Regions from separate parts of the Capsicum annuum genome. Here region 1 is linked to region 2. The links are chromatin contacts, called in public Hi-C maps. All regions are on one chromosome and are shown on one strand. The core of a region is the stretch at or near the end of the contact, and the rest is flanking DNA. Distances in the headings are between cores, read along the strand shown. Region 1 overlaps LOC124896760 (a long non-coding RNA gene). Region 2 holds the start of LOC107863392 (subtilisin-like protease SBT1.3).

Region 1 (4,281 bases), core at 524-3,023, 52 kb after region 2:
CCCAAAATAAGTGTCGTCTTTCCTTATTAGGCAACTTTTTAAAGACACAACTACCCTTGTACCCTTATTGGTCCCACTTAATTAAAACAAAAGATATTCGCACATTTTTTTATAAAGGATAATTTGATCAACTTTACCAAATCTTCCTTTTTTTCTTAAATTTTATGTTCGATCAAATGACGACACATAAAATGAAATAGAGGGAGTATTAATTAATGTCATACTTAATAAATGGATTATTTCTCCTATATGACCTACCCTTAATTTTTGACACTTGAAAAATGGGTCCGATTGTCACAACCCTTACCCAGTACCCCTCTTCCGCCCACTGGTCACCCCTCTTCTTTTTCATTTTCTTATTTGTTCAATCATGACCTAATGCAATTCTCTAGAAATTGGAAATGTGAAAAAAATACTTCCTCCGTTTTAAAAAAAATAACCTACTTTGATTTAGAATAAAGTTTAAGAAAATAAAAAAGACTTTTGAATCTTATGGCCTTCAATTAAAGTAGTGTCAAATGTATCAAAATATTTTTTAATCTTGTGATCTTAAACATGTCATGTGGAAAATTAAAATTAAAGTATTGTCAAAAAATAAAAAAAGGTTAGTCTTTTTGAAACAGACTAAAAAAAATAGATTATTCTTTTTAAAATGGAGAGAGTAATTATTCTTTTGGTAACCAAAGAAAAGTTAAATTAAAAACCACAGCAAACCAAAGAGTAGAGCATGCAATTGCATACAAAGGAAATAAACAAGGTTGATGCGGCAAATCAGAAGAAAATTTATTTAATTTTGAACATTTTTTAATTAAATTTTTGGAAATATGTATCCGTCGCTGAATGTTAAAAAAGCAATAGTAGAATTAAATATGGTTGATTGAGACTAATTTAAATAATTTTTAGGTGCACGTGCTTGAAAATACTTTGTAGATATTGGAGCTGAATTTATAATTAAAAAAATAAAAAAAATGTTGAAGCTGAAAATAAGCAGTTTATGTATTTGATAAAAAAATGTAGATAACATCTTATCTATTAAAATAACTGAAACGCCAATCAAAAATCTTCAATTAGTGTGTTTCTATTAACTTCAACATGTAAAATAATCAGATAAGATTATTTTTAATAAATATAAATCATTTATTTAAATAACATGTAATAATTAATAACCTGATCACAGGGGCGGCTCAAGCGAATTCGTGGCCTAAGGCCAAAATCGAATGGAGGCATTAAACTTTTAAGAAAAATTAATTATGTTTATAAAGTTTACTTTTTAAATTATATAATCGCTTTTTTCTGATAATTATTTTTTAATTAATAATATAATCAATGCATTAGTTTCTTGAGACATACTAGCTATACCAAACTCCTTCTAAATTTTTTTAATTTTTTTTATATAAAAAATTTATTTTATTTACAAATAGTATTTAATAGTTTTTAAAAAAATTTATAATCTATTATTACTAAAAAAAAATGAGGTGTAGATCCAAAATTAACAAGCAAACTCATAGATAGGAATAAGAAAAACTAGAGCTTCTTTTAAAAAAAAAAATCTTTTTTCTGTTTTTATTTTATTTTTTAATAGAAGTATTTGTACCGTAAATTGAAGGAAAAATCGAGCTAAGTTTTAAATTTTTAATTGTATTTGTGAGTTGAATATTGGGTTGGGAATTGAAGAAATAAGAAAATGAAAAAGAAGCGGGGTTGACCGGATGTGGGTGGTGAGTGGGAGGTAAAGTATGCAAATGGGATCCACTTTTGCATGTGGCAAAAATAGGATAGTTCCTCGTACAATTATTGGTTGTGACTCAATCATCCTAAAGATTTTCATCAATAATGGTCGCCATCGCCCCGAATCCAATGTAGAGAGTAACCGTTACAGTAAATTAGAACAGCAATTTTCCTTGGACTCTCATTTGTCTGGCATACACTGATCCCTCAATGTAGAGTCCGGAATTAAAGAAGGCTGTCAAATTAAAAAAAAATATTAAAATATATCATATATATATATATATATATAATGTGTAATCAAAATAAATAACTGTTTAAGTGAGTTATATCTTATTTTTTTAACAATAATTTGACTAACGACAGTATCCTCATAAAAAGTGTATAACTCACTTATTTAGTGAGTTAGTTATCCATTTTATTTGTAGATGACTCAAAAAAAGTGAGTTATATATATAACTCATTTTCTTTTGTGAGTTATGTCAATGAAAGTTATATAACTCACTAAAAAGGTGAGTTATCCTTTTTTATTTATACATAATTCAAAAAAAAAGTGAGTTATATTTATTTTTACAATTTATGTGAATTTTTATAAAACTCACATATTATGTGAGCATTTAATTTATCCTTTTTAATTTATATGTTTTTAAAAAAACTCACATATTTTTTTCAAAAATCTATTTTGATTTTATAAAGTTCACTAATTATGTGATTTTATAAAGCTCACTAATTGATTTTTTAAATTTATTTTTATCTTATAAAACTATCATATGCCTCTATTTTATCATATAAAACTCACTAATTATGTGAGTTATTCAAATATAAAATAAGTAACTAACTTTTACAGTGAGTTATCCATTGAATATAGCTCTTAAAGTATGTGAGATAAGTGCATAACTTTATCAGTGATGTGAAATATGAATACGGTGCTAAAAATATATGAGTTATACAAAACAAATTATATACTATATAACTAGACGTGAGGATAGAGTATATGCTCATTAATTATTTTATACTATACAATTAAAAAAAAAATTAAAGAACACATAGAGAAACTTGTTACATCTACTTTCAAAATATATCATACAAAATTAACATGCCCATCAAAAACATCAGTCAGACATAGAGTATAACCATTAGAAATAACTATTGGGTGACAAACAAAAATGGATGTCAAATCCTTTCAAATAATTTGAGGATTACAGGAAAAAAACATCAATGCACAGTATTCAAAATTATCTTGTGACACATAATATATCTGAAGTCAGGACATTCAACTTCCACCATGAAAAGAGTGATAATAAGCAAAATGTTAATCAGACGCAAAGAACGTGTATGTGCGGTAAATGACAATCAAATCATTTTTAATGGTTATAATTTTTATGATTGATTAGCGTTTTTTATGGACATGTCAACTTTGTACGATATATTTTGAAAGAAGACGTAACAAGTTTCTCTATATGTACTTTTTAAAAAGGAAAAAAAAATTTAGATGTATAGTATATAACAATTAATTGGTGTAGCCTTGCTTCTCTAGTTTATTTCTTTCTAGTTTATTTGGTGTAGGCTTTCTATCTATTTGTCTATCTTGCTATCCTGTCTGTTGTTCTTGATTTGTTCGGGTGGGTAGTATAGTGCCTATTGTTGCTTGTAAGTAGCAACCTTGTTTGCTATTTTTTTGTTGGACTAGTTAGCTGTTTTTAGCTGTTTTGGTTGTCGTTGCTTCTACTCGTCGTGTTTTTGTCTCCTGTGTTCTTCACTTTCTTCTAATGTATTCTTTTGAGTGGTGGTCAGGGTGATAAATAGCGGACTAAGGTCATGTCATAGGTTGGGGTTGGGGCGGAGATCAGGTCTAGGTGTGGGCCTGGGGTTGGGGGCGAGGGGGAGTAGGGCGAGAGGGATAAGGGTGCTTCTAGGTTAAGAGTTGGGTCCTGGAACATAGGGACACTTCAAGGTAAGTCTATGGAGTTGGTGAAGATTATTAGAAAGATGAGGGTTAGTATAGCGTGTGTCCAGGAAATTAAATGGGTAGGCACTAAGGCGAGAGATGTGGATGGATATATGTTGTGGTACTCAGATAGCGTGAGACATAGAAATTGGGTAGGTATCTTAGTAGATGAGGATCTTAGGGAGCAGGTGGTGGAGGTTAAGAGAGCTAGTGATAGGTTGATGTCTATTAAGTTGGTCATTGGAGGGTCTTCGGTGAACGTTATTAGTGTCTATGCTCCACAAGTAGGTTTGGACAAGGAGAAGAAGAAGAGATTTTGGGAAGTTTTGGATGAGGTGGTAAGGGGGCGTCCCAATCACTGAGAAGTTTTTCGTGGGAGGAGATTTCAATGGGCATATTGGGTCTTTGTCGAGTGGATATGATGATGTGTATGGCGGTTTCGATTTTGGGTAGAGGAATGAAGGTGGAGTTTTTTTTTTGAATTTTTCTTGGGCTTTTAGGTTGTGGATAGCGAATTCGAGCTTTTTGAAAAAGGAGAAGCACCTTATTACTTTTTGCAGTTTAGTGGCCATGACTCAGATTAACTTTTTGCTCCTTAGGAAGGGTGA
Region 2 (4,368 bases), core at 749-3,248:
CTAGGTAGATCTACTCCTCTAACAGCATCTACATCACTATCTTCACTCCAATAATCAGAACTATCAAGATATTCCTCATCTCCACCCAACTTTCCAAAATATTTGCTAGCCTTATTATTACCAATATCCCCATAGCCGCTATCTACACAACCAGCAACTCCCACAGGTACTTGTTCAATTTCAACAGCCTTTTTTTTTGCTTTTTGATTTCTTTCTTTCTTTTAGCTTTGTTTATCCTTCTTTCTTGTCTAAATGCCCTCAACTCCTCATCAACATCTAAGCCATCTTCTGAAGGAATATCTCCAAGATCTGAATCACTACTCAAGTAATCTGACAACTTATTTGCTAGCCTATTAACATCTTCTGCATGAATATCTTGTACATCAGCTTCATCACCTCCTTCTACACCAAAATCTTCTAGGTTAACATCTTCTACATGGATATCTTCTATATTAGCCTCATCACCTTCTTCTACACCATCTTCTACATGAGTCTCCCTCTCTTTACCTAAGTTAACATTCTCTATCTCAACATCTTCTAGGTTAAAATCTTTTATATCAGCCTCCATCTCTTTCTCTACTCCAACAGATTCCATCTCTATGTTAGCACTATCATCAATACCAACACTTTCTCTTTCTAGGTCTGCACACTCAATAATATCAGGTGCAGGTTAAAAACCAGTGGGACCATCAGGGTCAAGAATTGGTTCATCAAAAACATGATAGACATAAAAATCAATAGAGTCCTCATGTTTTAAGTCTTTAAATAGTTCAACAAAATGTCTATCACTCTTCACCAAGTTGAACTGCTTAGTTACTGCATCTTGATAATAGAACCCCTAACAGTGTCATACCCAAATTCTTTAGTATAAAATAATAATTCCAGCATGGAAAAGTGGTCCTTGTTAATATACCTTAGCTCTGGCACACAACTTGCAACATATGTAGGGACACCCTTGTTGAAAATAGATCCCCTACGGAAAATTTTGTGAATATTATCTCTATTTGTTACGTCACCTGCAACAAAAGCGTAAGAATTCAAAGTTAGTTAACGGAATATACTCAAAGTACACACCAATAAGCTAAAAGCTACAACCTTTAATGCATGTTAAAAAAGAGACGGAATATTCGTAAAATCACAGCCCTAACAGTGAAATTTCAAAACCCTAAAATCTGAAATATGCTAAAATTCAACAAAATTTAATAAATATAAATCATAATAACAGTTACACAAGGAAGATCTGTGGAAAACCCCCAAATTTCTCCTTCAATTTGAGTGGAATTTTCGTTAAATTAGGGTTAATTTTAGGGTTATCTGAGAGAGAGTTAACGGGGAGAGAAAAACAAACGGCCAAAATGATTTTTTTCATTTAAAATGTAATAAGTATATGTGGATTTAGTTTATCCACGTGGAGAGTTTTATGTGGACAACTTTCCACATCAGTTGCGTTTGGAGACACGCGCGAACAAGCTGATGAGAACAGCGAAAAAAATGCTCAATTGGAACAAAATGTGGGGAATTTTGGGGTCTGATAGAAACAGGCCTTAGTTTAGGTGTCTAAGTGAATTTTGGCAACAAGTTTGAGTGCCTATCGATGACTTTGTCTTTAAGAATAAAACGAGAATTTTAAAATTAAATTATTTTTATATATGACATTTTCTGGAGACAAATTATGGTAAGTGTGTTAATATTCTCTCCATTCCATTTTACTTGATCTCTTTACTAAAAAAAAATAGATTTTTCAATTTATTTGTCTATTCTCGCAAATTAATGAGATCCTTTTTATTTTTTATTGTATTATCGTTAATATTAAATAACTATATAAAGTAGTAATAATTATTTTTGGAGTTTCAAATCATCGTTAATAATGTTAGTTTAGTAAAATATACATCTAATAAAAAATTTCTTATAAAGTTTGTAAGTCAATAGGGACCAACTAATATGAAATTAACCAAATACAAATTGAATACGCTTTATTTTTCTCAAATCCCACCTTATGAAAATATATTGTATATGTTTATATTACTCACAAGTAGTTTCCACAAACTCAATAGGAAGATTAAAATGTATCTTTGAATAAACATCCAGCATTTAACCATGCAACACATGGATGATGGACCATAACTACAACTTTAACCCACTCGAGCCAGCTCTACTTTCACAATAAAAGCTTTACCATTATTCATGAAAACAACCACCTTCTTTATTTCCTGCACAAGAAGACACATTAATGGCCCATCCTTTCTGCTAAAATATTGAATACTCCACTAGCTAACACACCGACACACTCTCAGATAAGCATTATTCACACACCTCTCTTCTTCATTCCTAACTCTCCATTCCCCTTTTCCATGGCTGGAATACCAGTGAAATTCTTGTTTTTCTTTGTATCAATGTGTCTGTCAATCAACCTAGCACTATGTGCTAGTAACATGCGAAACACAAAGAAAACTTACATCATCCAAATGGATAAACGGGCAAAGCCAGATGTTTTCATTGACCATGTTAAATGGTATTCATCACTAGTAAAATCTGTACTAGTAAAATCACTAGAAACTGCAGGAGACGAAGAAGAAAGGATACTTTACAGCTACCAGACTGCATTTCATGGAGTTGCTGCTCAGCTTAGTGAGGAAGAAGTGAAAAGATTACAAGAACAATATGGGGTTTTAGCTGTTTTTCCTGAGATTAAATATGAGTTGCATACCACTAGAAGTCCTATGTTTCTTGGCCTCGACCGAGAGGACAGCAACAAGTTGTGGTCTGATAGATTTTCGGACCACAATGTAATTGTGGGTGTTCTTGATACTGGAATTTGGCCAGAAAGTCCAAGTTTTAATGATACTGGAATGACAGATGTTCCAGCTCACTGGAAAGGCGCATGTGAAACAGGGCGTGGTTTTGAGAAGCATCACTGTAGCAAGAAAATTGTTGGTGCTAGAGTATTTTACCGGGGGTATGAATCATCTTCTGGTAAAATAAATGAAAGGGATGAGTACAAATCAGCACGAGATCAAGATGGGCATGGCACTCATACTGCTGGAACAGTTGCGGGGTCTGTAGTTCGTGGAGCCAATCTTTTGGGTTATGCTTATGGTACTGCCCGAGGAATGGCCCCCGGTGCGAGGGTTTCAGCTTACAAGGTGTGCTGGGTGGGTGGGTGTTTTAGTTCGGATATACTTTCTGCTGTTGATCAAGCTGTAGCTGATGGAGTAAATGTTTTGTCTATCTCTTTGGGTGGTGGAGTTTCGTCTTATAATCGTGACAGTTTGTCAATTGCTGCTTTTGGGGCCATGGAGAAAGGGGTGTTTGTTTCATGCTCAGCAGGAAATGGTGGGCCTGATCCCATTAGTCTTACAAATGTATCACCATGGATCACTACAGTAGGAGCCAGCACTATGGACAGGGATTTTCCAGCTACTGTTAAGCTGGGGACTGGCAAAATTGTGGCTGGGGCATCACTTTATAAAGGTAGGAAGAATCTTTCAACAGAAAAACAGTATCCTTTAATTTATTTAGGAAATAATTCGAGCAGCTCCCTGCCGAGCTCATTGTGCTTAGCGGGTACCTTAGATGATGCCTCGGTTGCTGGGAAGATTGTGATATGTGATAGGGGAATTAGTCCTCGAGTTCAGAAGGGGCAAGTAGTAAAAGATGCTGGAGGAGTAGGAATGATTTTGACAAACACTGCAGCTAATGGTGAAGAGCTGGTTGCAGATAGTCACCTTCTTCCGGCAGTAGCAGTTGGTGAAAGGGCAGGAAGAGAAATCAAGCATTATGCTTCGGCTCGAAATGCAACTGCCACTTTGAGATTTCTGGGAACCAAATTAGGTATCAGGCCTTCTCCAGTGGTTGCTGCATTTTCATCCAGAGGACCTAACTTCCTCACTCTGGAGATTCTAAAGCCAGATATGGTGGCACCAGGAGTTAATATCCTTGCAGCTTGGACTGGTGCTTTGGGTCCTTCTAGTTTGCCTATCGATCAACGAAGGACGAATTTCAACATATTGTCTGGAACTTCAATGTCATGCCCACATGTTAGTGGCATTGCTGCTTTGCTCAAGGCCAGGCATCCAGATTGGAGTCCAGCAGCTATTAAATCCGCACTCATGACAACTGCTTATGTTCATGATAACACTTATAAATCTCTAAGAGATGCCTCATCCGCTACTCCTTCGACCCCATATGATCATGGTGCAGGACACATCAATCCACGGAAAGCTGTTGATCCTGGTCTGATTTATGACATAGGGGCACAGGATTACTTCGAGTTCCTGTGTACGCAAGAACTCAGCCCTTCACAGCTAATGGTTTTTGGGAAGTTCTCAAACAGAACTTGCCACCACTCGCTTGCTAATCCAGGGGACT

Evidence for each region. A called contact is a pair of places that touch in the nucleus more often than the background predicts.
Region 1: a Hi-C map of pericarp shows a contact between it and region 2, with 2.0 times the contacts expected there. The contact joins the enhancer-like site here to the promoter of LOC107863392 in region 2. A contact is called at or near these places in 4 of 5 Hi-C or Micro-C datasets (bud, leaf, pericarp and 1 more).

The regions. Positions count from the first base shown.
Region 1 is chr3:200,443,793-200,448,073 of UCD10Xv1.1, forward strand. It overlaps LOC124896760 (a long non-coding RNA gene), which reads right to left. Exons shown (of 3, transcript XR_007053195.1): 3 at 605-1,963. Among protein-coding and RNA genes, the nearest start is that of LOC124896761, 2.7 kb to the right of the region's middle. Within about 2 kb of position 1,774, at least 1 of the 5 cell types and tissues checked has an H3K27ac peak or open chromatin away from gene starts, as enhancers often do. A contact at or near this core is called in pericarp, where this site is marked.
Region 2 is chr3:200,391,751-200,396,118 of UCD10Xv1.1, forward strand. It overlaps LOC107863392 (subtilisin-like protease SBT1.3), which reads left to right and starts at 1,999. Exons shown (of 1, transcript XM_016709286.2): 1 at 1,999-4,368. The coding sequence starts at 2,352.